3 separate regions of the Capsicum annuum genome follow, and regions 2 and 3 are each linked to region 1. Evidence: chromatin contacts called from public Hi-C data. All regions are on one chromosome and are shown on one strand. The core of a region is the stretch at or near the end of the contact, and the rest is flanking DNA. Distances in the headings are between cores, read along the strand shown.

What was found. A called contact is a pair of places that touch in the nucleus more often than the background predicts.
Region 2: a contact with region 1 is called in a Hi-C map of leaf, with 2.3 times the contacts expected there. The contact joins the enhancer-like site here to the promoter of LOC107863300 in region 1. A contact is called at or near these places in 4 of 5 Hi-C or Micro-C datasets (bud, leaf and placenta).
Region 3: a Hi-C map of leaf shows a contact between it and region 1, with 2.0 times the contacts expected there. The contact joins the enhancer-like site here to the promoter of LOC107863300 in region 1. A contact is called at or near these places in 3 of 5 Hi-C or Micro-C datasets (bud, leaf and placenta).

What each region holds. Positions count from the first base shown.
Region 1 is chr3:213,220,480-213,225,250 of UCD10Xv1.1, reverse strand. It overlaps LOC107863300 (transmembrane ascorbate ferrireductase 1), which reads left to right and starts at 2,722. Exons shown (of 4, transcript XM_016709167.2): 1 at 2,722-3,236; 2 at 4,505-4,553; 3 at 4,647-4,771. The coding sequence starts at 3,093.
Region 2 is chr3:213,156,799-213,161,569 of UCD10Xv1.1, reverse strand. No RefSeq gene overlaps it. Among protein-coding and RNA genes, the nearest start is that of LOC124897069, 7.0 kb to the left of the region's middle. Within about 2 kb of position 2,504, at least 2 of the 5 cell types and tissues checked have an H3K27ac peak or open chromatin away from gene starts, as enhancers often do. A contact at or near this core is called in leaf, where this site is marked.
Region 3 is chr3:213,266,961-213,271,731 of UCD10Xv1.1, reverse strand. It overlaps LOC107863298, which reads left to right. Exons shown (of 3, transcript XR_001672163.2): 2 at 1,326-1,483; 3 at 1,556-2,214. Among protein-coding and RNA genes, the nearest start is that of LOC107863298, 6.3 kb to the left of the region's middle. Within about 2 kb of position 2,026, at least 1 of the 5 cell types and tissues checked has an H3K27ac peak or open chromatin away from gene starts, as enhancers often do. A contact at or near this core is called in leaf, where this site is marked.

The sequences.
Region 1 (4,771 bases), core at 1,473-3,972:
TGATTCCCTTAGGGGTCGTTTGGTAGAGAGTGTATTGAAAAGTTAATGCATGCATTAGTTTAATGTGTATTAGTAGTATCTTGTTTGGTATATCTTTTTACCCTATGTATAACTAATATTTGCAGTAGTTATATACTCTATTGTGTATTGAGGTGTGTATTACTAATGCCTCAAAATTCATGGCATTAGTAATGCAATGGATCTAATGCATACATTAACATGCTTAAAGATACTATTATCCCTCAAAAAATTTTTTGCACCATTTTCAACATATATATTGAGGGTATTATGTATAAAAAAAAATAGAAATATGTTATTTTTAATACATCGAATCAAACACTACACAAGAAAAATACAAGCATAAGTAATGCAAGTATAGCTAACACAAACATTGTTAATACAAACATTACTAATACATCATATTTTGCATTATTCTTATACACTCTAGCAAACGACCCCTTAGTAACCATACAATACCATACGAGGGAAACCACCATTCAAATAATGTGTACGGATGGTATAACTAATCTCAAAATAACTAATTCCAAAATTAATAATATCAGTATAACTTATTTTCCAACCAACCCCCCCCCCCCTCAAAAAAAAAAAATACTTTTAGTCATGCATTCTATCCAATGAACCATGAATTTAATAACCAAAGAATCCACCTACCTAAGAAAATTTTTATGGTGGATGAGGTATGTCATGTCATATTTGTGTGAGGCTTCTCATAATTTGACATGTGCACATTGTGGGTTTTGTGTGATTATTATCCTTTTCACTTTTATTGGAATGCCATACTTTTTTATTTTTTAATTTATTTACACAAAATCAAATAACATGAATAAAATAGGGTGAAAAAATTATCATACAGAAAATATTTTTATTTTTTTATTACTATAAATTATCTTAACTTAAAAGTTTATCACACATAAATCACTCTTTTATTTATTTATCATATAAAAAGTCATCCATATTTAAATTATCATAGTAATTTTTTTTCTAATTTTTAAAAGGCAATGAAATGATATAGTAAAATTATTTATCATTATTTTATTCAATAAGGTTATTTAGATTAATATATTTATCTTACAGGTACCAATAGAATTAAAAAACCCACTTAGAAAATAGGATAGTTTGTAAGTAGCATCCTTAATATATGCACTTTTTTTTTAATTACGCTTTATTTTATTTTTTATGTCTTGAATCTTAAAATCTCATTAAATTCTTACAAAATTATAATCAATCTCATTTTAATTGTTACAAAGACCAAAAAAAAAAGAAGGAAAAAACAGAATTAAGATGAAAAAAAATAATAGTCTTTCAATATTGATTCACACCTCCAGTGAATTTATCATGAATGACTTTCAAGCTGTCTTTGCTACTTTAAATAATCAAATTTAATATTTTAAAAGTATATTTATTGAAATTATTTATTAGTTTAGTTTGGTTTACATTAAAATCATGTTTTTTTTTTCATCCGGTACTCGCATTGGAGTATGACTAATTCAGATTCGCGCCGCGTAAAGTCCCATTTGGGGGAAAATGCTCCCTATCAAAGATTTTTTCATACCTAGGACTCAAATCCGAGACCTCTGGTTAAAAGAGGAGCAACCTCATCCATCGTACCACATTCTTTGGTGATATTAATATCATGTGGTTTTATTATGGTGAAACTATTTAGTTTGAGCGCTTATAACAATTATTATTATTATTATTATTATTTATGCCTTTTATTTTATTTTATGTTTTTAAAGGGTAATTTATTTCAGTTCTAAACTGATCTATTATATAATTAGTTTATACTAACTTGTTCGTTACCCAATTAAGCAAGGAAAATTGTTTTGGTTACTAAGTTATTTAATATATTAAATAGATTGTAATTCAGATAGTTTAATATTCTGAATAAATAAATTGTTATAATATATAAGTGGAGTTTTAATTTCATTGTCACATTGTAAGATAAATATATTAATTTAAATAGCCCGATTGAATAAAATAATAATAAATAATTTTATTAGATGATTTCATTGAATTAAATGACCATTTAAGAAATTAACTTAATAAATACTTATTAGAAATCTTAAATTATAAATTCTGAAAGACAAAAATGAGAAAAAGAATTATTAGGAAATATTAAAAAAAAACATATATAAGTTATTTTGTTTAGTACTAAGCTGTTTGTGATAAAATTTGAATTAGGATCATTCATTATACTTATAAAATTTTGTGTAAAATAGAATTATTAAAAATAAAGAAATTGTTATTATATTAAAATATAAAGAAGAGAAAAAGAAGTATTAGAGAGAAAGAAATAATGTTGGTTGCACCTCAACCATCATAAAATTCCCCCCCCCACCCCACCTACCACCACCAACGTGTTCCTTTTTTCTACATAGATTGCACATAATTCGAAAAAGTCAAATTTACTACTATTCCTATTTGGACTTATGATTATCTGTCACGTGTGAATCCTTGAAATATTAAAGGCAACATTTGCAGCAGTAAGCACGAAACACGTGGGATGAGGTCTTAACCAATAAAAATATGCCACGTGTTTATGATCCACATATGACCCAGAGAGCATCGTTATCTTTGCGACGGCTTAAAGATTATTTTTGGCAAGAAGTTAAAGTTGAGAAAAGAGTATAAAATTTAAGTAATCATTATAGTCAATATTATAGTATTTAACTAACAAAATGAGATACTCATTCTCCCCTCATTCACTAATACATGAATCATTTGGTACAGATATCATGAAATTATTTTATCTCATTCTTCATCTGCGATAGTAATTTTATTATTTTAATATAAATAGTAGAATAAAATAATTTTAAAATTAAATAATACCTTATAGTAAATATAAAATAAAATTAATTCAAAATTTTATCCCAAATTATTTTGCTTATTCCTTTTTTGCTTATTCCTTCCGCAAACGACCCTTCAGGGATAGTATCCAACTTTCCCCCAACAAATGTAAAATAAAATAAGGCTAAAGGCAGTTGAGAGAGAGAGAGAGAAATAGGATAACAGAAACTCCATATTTTGTGCGTTGTTCTCTAGTTGCACGTCTTAAGAGAAGAAGAACAGAGATGGCAACAGGGCTGAAAGCACTGCCTTTTTCATTTGGGGCACACTTTCTTGCCTTAATTGCTGCTATTATGGTCTTAGTTTGGTGTATTCACTTTAGGGGTGGCTTGGCTTGGGAAGCTGAAAACAAAAATCTCATCTTTAATGTAAGCAAGCCCCCCTCTCCTTTTATGTTCATGTTTATCTCTGACATGATTATAATATATAGAATCGTGTTCTCTTAATATATTTTTGCTTTTGTTGGCAATTTTTATCATTCTGTGTGTTATATCAAGATTTGGTTTGAAAATTTGTCAACTCTACTTGAGACTGATGAAATATGATTCTTGTTTTTTTTTTGTTAAATGAAGTGGATCCTAATGGTTTTGACAGGCTGATAGAAATTGAATCTATTTCTTTTCTTCCTTAAACATATTTGAGATAATTACAGCTAGAAATTCGAACAAAAATGTTTCGTGTTGTTTGCCAATTGGGTTGATTTGTGAAAAGTCTGAATGCTATGATGATCTTCGTTTTCCCTACCTGGATTGTTCTTTTTTATTCCCTCTGTTTCAATTTGCTTGTCTGATTATGACTTGGTACAACGTTTAAGAAAGTAAAGAAAACTTTTAATCTCGTGGTCTCGGATTAAACATAAGTAGAACGTACAAAATTATCTATAATCTTGTGATGTTAAACATGCCGTGAGGAAAAAAAAAATTAAATAGTTGGCCAAAAAGGGAAGGAAACATGCTTTTTTGAACGGACCAAAACAGAAAGTAAGACGAACAAATTGAAATGAAATTAATATTGTAATTTGAAGTTGACATCCTCTTTATGGGTAGTTAACTACCCCTCTGTGTTCTATTCAAGGAGCAAGTTGACTCTAAAATATAGAACACCGGGTTGAACAAATGAGGGGTCTGATTCATCATGATGCTTTCAGTGATCCAACACCATAGAAGTAGTGATTGTTAGTTATGGAAATCAAAAAGTTTGTAATTTTACGAGTCATTAATTGATCCAAAATTTAGGGAAATCAGAGAGTTTATTGTTCAGTGTCTAGACATACCTAACACTCAATGCTCTTAGGAGAACGGGATGCCTTGTGTCCCTCCTACAATAGTGGTGGAAATTTTTAGTTGCACAATATTGCTGGATGAAAGTTCAGATAAGTTATGAAACTTAACGCTAATGGTAGTGAATTACCTCCACAAAGAAGATTACATTATGAGACTTTCGTGTTACAGATTCAGCTTGTATAAAACTACAATCTCAACTATCACTTCCAGATTTCTTCTAGCAAAGTAAATAGAAGTTTAGCTTTGCCTACTTTAAGTAGTACTGATACACTGCTTAAAGTGTCATCTTTTCCTGCTATTGTATTTTCATGAATGTATATCTTCATCTTTTCTCTCTCGTTATTGTTTTCCAGATTCACCCGGTATTGATGCTTATTGGCTTCATTATACTTGGGGGAGAAGGTAATTGAGATGTTTATAGACCTTTTCGCTTTTTTTCCTTTTTCTTTATTATGCCATCTGGTTATTAATGCCTTGTCAATCCAAAATTTCCAGCCATCATGAGTTACAAATCTTTCCCCCTGGAGAAGCAGGTGAAGAAAAAAATACATCTAGTTTTACATGCTATCGCCCTCATACTTGGAATAATTGGAATCTATACCGCATTCAAAAATCACAAT
Region 2 (4,771 bases), core at 1,255-3,754, 63 kb after region 1:
GCACAGACATGATGGGTGGCATCGAAATTTATACACCAATCTCTAGGATTTTCCACCAAGTTACATTCTGAAAGCATGACACATAGATCATCCATTTTATTTTTGGATTCAACCATGTTGGCTTGATCCTTCTTCTTGCCTTTCTTTGGGCATGACAATCTACTGATTTGTGGCCAACCTTGCCACAATTAAAGCACTTCCCCTTAAATTTATTCTTTGGCAAATTGCTTTATTGTCTTGCTTTTTTCATTTCTTCGAGTTGTTAGGATCATCCTTTACAATATTGGCTCCACTGATTGAAGAGTTTTCTTTCGACCTTTTCTCGGCGGCTTGTTGTCTTCCTTAATGCATAACCTCACAATGAGGTCTTCGACTGACATCTCCTTCCTGTTGTGTTTCAAGTAATTTTTGAAGTCTTTCTACAAGGGTGGCAACTTCTCTATTATGGCTGTCATTTGAAAGGCCTCATTCACAGTCAAACCTACATCAAAGGTTATGTGAGTATTAAGAACACACTTAACATGTTCAAATAAGATATTTACTATATTCATACCTTCAGTAAGGAGATTGTGGATGATTACTTGTAATTTTATACTCGAGATACAACAGTTTTACGGTCAATCCTCTTGTAGTCAAGGAACCTTGCAACAAAGAACTTTTTAGTTCCCGCATCCTCAGTTATATACTTTCATTCCAACGCATTCCACAACTCTTTCAAAGTATTCATTCCACTGTACACATTGTACTGATCGTCTTGGAGGCCACTAATGATATAATTCTTGCATAAGAAATTCAAATGTTTCCATGCCTCCATTACAACGAATCGCTCCTTGTCCGATGTTTTTTTTTGAGAAATTCTGGAGCATCTTCAAATATGAACCTTTGAAGACATGAAGTTTTCAAATAGAAGAACATTTTCTGCTACCAGTGTTTAAAATCTACACTCAATTTTTTTTTGAATTTCTCCGTAGGTGCCATTGCGAGCGTAGCACTTGTGCAGCTTGTTGTAGCAACATTTGTTGCTGCTAAACTTGTCACACCATCAGTTGCATGACCATCAGTAGTCATTTTTCTGTCACAAAAATACAATCAACTTAGTATATCAAAATACTAGTTATAAAGTTGTAAGAACTTTAGACACCTCTTGTTTCTAGTTTAACGATGAAATTTTTATGTTCTTCTAATCGTTAACTGAGTGACCTTTAACTTGTGATGAAGTTTTTATGTCTTCAAATCAGTTGTTAAGTTCACATGGCGTAGAAAGCAATAAGGTTTAATCTCTAGAAATCAAGCAATACAGATTATAAAATTACTTTATTTATAAATGGTGAAAAAAAAAAATTCACTAAACAAGCACAAAAAAAAATAATTCAATAAATTCCTTAGATTGTTTTTCTGGCGAGTACAAAATATGTATGTTTTCTATACAAACTTCAAACTAAGTTCAAGAATAAGTTTTCAAGAACTACAATGAAGTTCAACACCTTCAAACATTAGTTCAAATGAATAATCAAATGAACTATCAAATGAAGTGTTTATCAACTATTAAGAAATGAAGATGAAGCAGAAATTTAAGAACCAAGTCCACCGACTTCACTGTGTGTCCTTAAGGGATTTATTCCCCTCAAGCATCTAAGGTTATGGAATCTTTCCTCCCAGGATAAAATGGTTCACTTTCTGAAAGTAATGGTACCTCAAACTTTCAGAAACTTCGAACGCACTCAATAGTTTGATGATCACAAGAGAGTTTTTAAGAAGAAGAAGAATGTTTTCAACTCTAAAAAAATTATCTTTACCTGGGGAGAAATTCAGGTATTTATAGTCAGGTGTTGCTTCATGAAGAGAAGTAATGGTTCAGAACAGTGCACCCCTTCGTAAAGGTGCAACTTTTCGAAAAGTCGCAACCCATTAGAAAGGTCATAAGCATTCAATCCGAAAAGGTATATTCAAATTGCATCCTTTCTCTTAGTGTCTTTTCAAAAAAAAAAATTATTTTTTTATTTTTCATTGACACCTTTTAATAACCCAATAGGTCTTTAAGTAACGTGATGGTATAAATATTTTTGTAATGATCTGACGCATAGTCAAAATTTAAATCAATCAGAAAAAAAATAGAGAGAAAAGTGGTGTTTGAAAAGTACCACATGCATGTATAGTTTTTCAATTAACTAAAAAGAAAAAAAAGAACAATAATACATAAAGCCAAAGAAGAAAAGGAAAAGGATAAAGGTGCTAAAAGAATCACACCTTTAGCAATAGCTTATTCAGCTTCCTTTACAAAACTTTTATTTGTAGAACAAACCAAATTCAAAAGGAGGCATTATCCATCCTTCTTGCATTTTTTCATCCTTCAGCTTACACAAGATAAATGTAAAATAAAACTTGATAATTTGAAGTTTAACGTGTATTCCTCTTATTATACAAATGCTTTTAATTTTATTTTATTTTTAAAAAATGTAAGAATATTTCCAGAAAGTTTTTCATAAAGTGGTTCAGCTAGCTGTGTGTTCAATGTTCAAAGAATTTATGTAACGATAATCTCAAGTTAAAACCTTCGCAATTAGAAATTTGCAAAACTCTTCTCAAGGTAAGCGTCAGCAATGTATCCACGTAACATTATTTATGTATCCGTATAAAATAAAGTAATATATTTAAAAAAATATTATATATATCTGTGGACTAAATCAAAATTATTTCATAATTTAAAAAAAAAAAAAACTTTAAAAGGGAAGTAATTAGCTCAAAAAAAAAATTGAATTTATGGTACTTTTACATATGTTTAACTGCTTTTTTATTGCTTAAAGTAATGAAAAACAAAAACTAAAGACATCCAATTCAAGGGAATGGGGCCATTTGTGATGCTTCGCCCCCAAGAATACTGCGGTCAGGCCCACCATACCCCAAAAGTTGCGACGCGTTTCACGGGCCCCAAAGAACAAACATCTGAACAAACATTATATTGGAAAATACAAAATGTTTTTTTGTTGAGTTAAATTTTGGAAAAAAAATAAATTAAATAAACATTCTTAAATGGTTCTCAATGTAAGATATAGCAAAATCTTTTACATTGCAATTTATAATAAATTTTTTAAATAAAAAAGGAAAAGAGAAAAATATTTTTATTTTAATAAAATTTAAAATACATATTACAAATAAGAAAAAAAAGTTTCATACCCCAAAAATAGTTGGCAGTTGATAAAAAATTGGATAATCTTATTTCATAAAATTTGTTTGTAATAAATATCAATCCCTCAAATTTCTCCAATTTTGTTGACTCATTCTATTTTAATTGTGCTTTACTATCAATCAATCGATTCTTTCCGCATAAATACCCTATTTATATTTCTTTTTTCTTTTTAAATCCAAATTTCACTAAAATAAAAATTTTATTTACTTCGAAAATAATAATCTGATTATGGAAGATAGTATTTATAATTCATGCTTTGTGTCGATTTTTTACTTTAATTTTTTTCTAATTAAGAAAATTTTCTAGGATTAATTTTTAAATAATACAAAAAAATGATTTTTATCTTTTCAAATGTTGATTTAATAATTTCTTAATTTATTTTATTACATTATAATATTGTATTAGATATTTTAAATATATTTCTTACATGCTTTTAATGGTGGAATATGTATAGCTCGTAACTATATAGTTGAAAAATATTATTTACATTTTCAAATTATATCATTTATATACCTTGTCAATTTAATTTAAAACCAGAAATCAATTGAATACTTCTTTGAATACTGTTTCACACATAAAAAAAATAAATTATACACAAAATTTAGTCAACACGATTTTTTATATCAATTTTCACAATAATAAAATACATTTAATACAAATGTGAACTTAAAGAAATAATTGTGTAATCCATTTTCATTTAGTATATAAATTAAATTGAAGATCACAATACATATCCATTTCAATCATTAATATGTAGACTAATAAGAACATAAAAAAAACATTTAGCATCTGAAATATATATGTATATATACAAAATGGTCTCAACTTGATATCAATAAAGACAGTGCAATACAATTCATATATCATAGCATAAATTCAATATTTCAACAATTTCAATCACTTGATATCAACTTTAATATCAAAACAATACAGGACGTCAACAAATACTATACTATACTATTTATTTATACCACTCTTGAATTTTTTTGATTTACGTGATGAAATGTCTTTAAAATTTGAATCGAATACTTGCTCACACATAATATTTTTTCTCTTATAATTTCTCTTAACACGATTCATACAATCATGAAATTAACATATATGTAGTACATATAATGAAATTCAAGCAAAAAAAAAAAATTTGATAAAGAAAATGAATTTCAAACCCCAAAAAGCTTTATAAAGAAAATGCTAAAATTGTTTGAGATATGTCAAAGTTGATACAACCACAAAGTTTGATGTTTTACTATGGGGGTGAATAAAAAAATAATGAGTATAATTAAGAAGTAGAAACATGTGAGAATAGGCCAAAAAATATTATTTCAATAAAATTATCTTAGAAAAAGTTGTAACTTTTTGAAAAGATAAGAATTATAATAAATGAAAATATATGATATTGATCATATTTTACTCCTACAATAATATCAACACATTTATTTAGGAGACATTTAATACTAAACAATGCAAAAAGGGAGTTAATTACAGTTATAAAATATTTTTAGATACCTTTTTTTTAAAAAAAAATAAAATAATTTTTTAAAAAAGTTACTCAACTTGCAATTAAAATCTTAATAAAATGATTAT
Region 3 (4,771 bases), core at 777-3,276, 47 kb before region 1:
GTTGTCTGTGTTTTGCTACATCTCCCAAATTTGGTAGAGATAAATTTCAAATCAGGGCTATACCTTCAGTTTTTTTGGGATATCCATTTGGCAAGAAAGGCTATAAACTTTTGAACCTTACCAGTCATTTCATTTTTTATTCAAGGGATATCGTTTTTCATGAGCATATCTTCCCTTACAATTGCCCTACTCCTTCTTTATTTCCTACCCCTGCTTTCTCTTTCTCTGATGATACTGACATACCCATCTCCTCTTCTTCTGTTTCTTCTCTTCCTCCAGCTGCTATTCCTTCTTCTTCCTCCCCCTCTATATTACCTCCTTTTATTTTCACTAGACACTCTACTCAACCTGTTCACAGACCTGCTTACTTAAAAGACTATGCCTTCTCCTTCATTCACTCCCCGAACCTTGAATCTCCTGTATCCAAGTTTGCATCTACTAAGGTTCACTTGCATGAACCCCAACATTATGATCAGGCTGCTGCTATACCAGCTTGGCAGGAAGCCATGCACAAAGAATTTCAAGCTCTTGAGGCTAATTCAACTTGGGTTATAGTTCTCTTTTACCCCTCGTAAGAAAGTTATTTCATGTAAGTGGGTTTACAAGATCAAACTGAAATCTGATGGCTCGATAGAAAGATATAAAGCTCGTTTAGTCATTCGAGATGATACTAAAAAACAAGGGGTGGACTTTACTGAAACTTTTTCTCCGGTGGTTAAGCTTACCACCATCAAATGTCTTCTTACTGTAGCTGCAAAAAGGGTATGGACAGTGTTTCAATTGGATGTCAATAACACATTTCTTCATGGTGATATCCATGAGGAAGTATACATGAAATTACCACCCGGCCTCATTGTTACTTGAGATTCTTGTTCTTCTTTGGCTTGTCATCTTAAAAAGTCCTTGTATGGCCTTCGTCAAGTGTCTAGACAATGGTTTTCAAAACTTTCTAAAGCCTTATTATCTCGAGGTTATTCATCTAGTAAGAATGATTATTCTTTGTTTACAAAGTGTACTGACACTAGCCGTGTTGTTCTAGCTGTATACGTTGATGATATACTTCTTGCTGGGGATGATTTACTTGAGCTGAATTCTCTTAAATCTTTTCTTAACAATCAGTTCAAGATTAAAGATTTAGGTTCCCTGCATTATTTTCTTGGTTTGGAGGTATCTTCACATTGTCAAGGGTATATGGTCAGTCAACACAAATATACTCTTGATTTACTTCACGAGTTTAGCTGTCACAACTATTCCCCTGTTATGAATCCTTTGGATTATTCTCTTAAGTTGACTGCTGATATGGGTGCCCCAATGTCTGATCCTAGCTCCTTTAGATGGCTAGTTGGAAAGCTCAATTTTCTTCAACACACGAGGCCTGACATCTCATTTGCAGTGCAATATTTAAGTTTACAATGCCCTCAAATTCCATATATGCTGGCAGCAATACATGTTATACGTTATCTCATGGGATGTCCTGATCAGGGTATTTTACTCTCTAATTGTTTATACTTTTCTTTATTGGGGTATTTTGACTCAGATTGGGCTTCTTGTCCAGATACACGCAGGTCTGTCACTGGGTTTATTTGCTTCCTTGGCGCCAGTCCTGTTTCTTGGAAATGGAAGAAGCAACCTACCATTTTTCTTTCTTTCGCTGAGGCTAAGTATAGAGCTTTTCGGAAGGTGGTTACTGAAATTGTTTAGTTGATTCGTCTACTTGGTGATTTTGGTGTCAATGTCTCTTCTCCTGTTCCCATATTTTATGATAGTCAGGTAGCTTTGAGTATAGCAAAGAATCCTGTTTTTCACGAACGTACTAAACACATCGAAATTGATTGCTATTATGTTCGTAATTGTCTACGCGATAACTTGATTCTCTTCATTATGTTGCTAGCTCAGGACAGTTGGCTGATGTCCTTACCAAATCCCTGCTAGGTCCTGCTCACCATTCTCTTCTTCACAAGCTTGGCGTGTCGACACCCTCCAGCTTGAGGGAGGTGTTACGATATAATGGACACACGAGGCCCAACTATTACTATCTGTACCCGGCCCAAATCAATGGCTGAATTCATTTGTTATATATATATATACAGAGAATGAACTTTCTAGAGGTAGATTAGATAATTTTCTGTTATGTACAGTTTCCAAAGGCAGCCTGAATTCTCTCAATTTCTAACTTCAATCAATGAATCTCAATACATTTTATTCTTCGATTTCTATATTTCTCGCAAATCTAACAGAATAATCCACTGTGTAGAGATGCTTTCGTCCATACTTGCTCAGGTTCCTTATTTTCCATAATCCTCATACTATAATGTTTAGCAAAGCTTTATAGTATAACTTCAAGGTTTTTGTCGTAACTTCTGCTTTCCACCACAACATGATTACCTCTTCTAGGTGAAATCCTTCTATATTCAAACCTGCAAAATAATAAAAATAAGACCAAGTCATATTAGCAATAGGAGATCTTAGGAACACATGTGTCAATGTTTCATGAGCCGGATTATCTAACACGACCCAAGTCAGGGCCTTGTCATAATGGGCATCCCAAGTCCAACCAGTAGGGACCACCCCTGCTACCCAAGTCCAACCAGTAGGGACCACCCCTGCTACCCAACCCGACCATCCAAACGCATACCCTGAGTCGAAGAAATTCCGAACATATGCCAAGATAACATATTTGTACCAATCCAGATTCTGGAATAGCTCCATAACCGTGACCAACCCAAGCAAACCAAAATCTAGATAATAACCAAGTTCCTATCCATAACATAACGTAAGAGGGTGGAAAAATCATAAATTCAGTAAAATGGTAGCATCCCAATACCAATGCTAATACTAAGGCTGACACCACAACGGACATCGCCCATTCCAACCTATAGTAGTTCCACAAATCCTCTAATCAAAAGAAAACAATATTCGGTTGGGACATGCCTCTAACCATAGTCAAAATCGATATCCATAAAATAACCAAAGTATGAAAAGATGTCCATGATATGAAATGGAGCTTTCCGAAGTATGGAAGCTCACCACTTTAATTCGATAGCTAGTGGGAGGAGTAGAGTGGCCATATGGATCCAGTGTAACTTGGGTATGTGTAACTTAATCGTCCTAGTACCACCCACGGGCTATATAGGTCCAGTATAACCCCCAGAACAGGCCCCGATGTATGTATCCGCATGAACCAGAGATACCATAGGAGTAGGGGATTCCCAAGTACCTTTCGCCCTCCATAATACATATATATAAGTGTAACTTAGGGGATTCCCATGTACCCCATATATATGGTCATCATGACCAATTCTCATGTCGGCAAACATGAGTTTTCAGTGTCTGTCCATTGGACTCACACCTTCACAGTTAGCTATCACACCTCACTATTATTGCCCAATTAAAACCATTACCACATAACCAAGACCACCAATCCATTTATTATTACCCAAGGCTATAAATAGTGGTATCATCATACCTATTATCACTTGCAAGCAATGTCCTTAGCCATCCTTTTGAAGAAGAAGAGATTCTTACGTACCCATAGATTACATTATTAAGTTGATTTTGGGGAATCCCATGTACCCCACAAGTGATCATTATTATGTTTGCTTGGGGGATTCCCTTTTATCTCACAAGGTTTTCAATTAGACTAACCATAACCACCAAAACCTTACCATTTAACCATTTCAAACATTTAAACCATTTAGGGTTCCATTACCAAATTATACCATGCAATAGTTCTATTAAAATTTCAACAATGTAGTAAAAACATTCTCATAGACATTTTATTAAACATTTTGGGGGCATAGTGTTTCCAAAACCAAAACCACTTACAATTAACCATTTTCATGCAACAAACTATCCAAACCACCATTAAAACATGTAAACCCACAATTAAAACATAGGAAAATCATAACCAAGCATTTATAACCAAAACCACCAACATATATATGAAAACCCAAAACCATACAACATTCATGCCATGAAAATAATTCATAAAACATGTCTATAGTTGGAACTAACAACGAGGGAGGAGTAACTTGCCTTAGATTGAGAAGAAGATGAGAAGAAATCACCCCTAAAAGCCTCAATTGACCACCTTGGAGGAAACCCTAGCTTTTCCTTAACCCAAGAGCCTTGAGAGATTTTGAGATAGTTTCTAAGTGTTTAAGTGATTTCAAATAGGTTAAATGAAGCACCAAAAGTTGTTTTAAGTTGTGGGAGTCCCAAGGAGTTATAAGGAAAAATATATAGAGTACCCCCAACTTAAATTGTATTAAATGCCCGCAGGTAGGGGTGGGCGTTCCGTATTCGGTTTGATATTTTCAAATTTCGGGTTTGGTAATTTGGTAATCGGTATTTGAAAGTAGATACCACATACCATACTTATAAACATCGGTTCGGTAATTCGATAATCGGTAAATTAAGCTTCGGTTCTATACGATTTTTGGTAATACCATATTAAAATTGAAAATGTCCAAATGTATATTTAAACTTCAAATAATATATTTAATAGAAATCCTCTTTAGTATTCCTATTGTTGCTTTTTACGAATATATTATCAAGGTTCAAGAGATTCTTTGGGATTGACTAATACTATTGTCTATTGAGTTGGTTAGACATATTGTGTATATATATATATATATATTCAGTAGATACCGAATACCAAACGGTATTAATATCTTTTACCAAATCCAATCTCGAATACCGAAATATTAAAATTTCACTCCCAAATACCATACCAAATACCGAATTACTGAATACCAATTACCAAATTTTT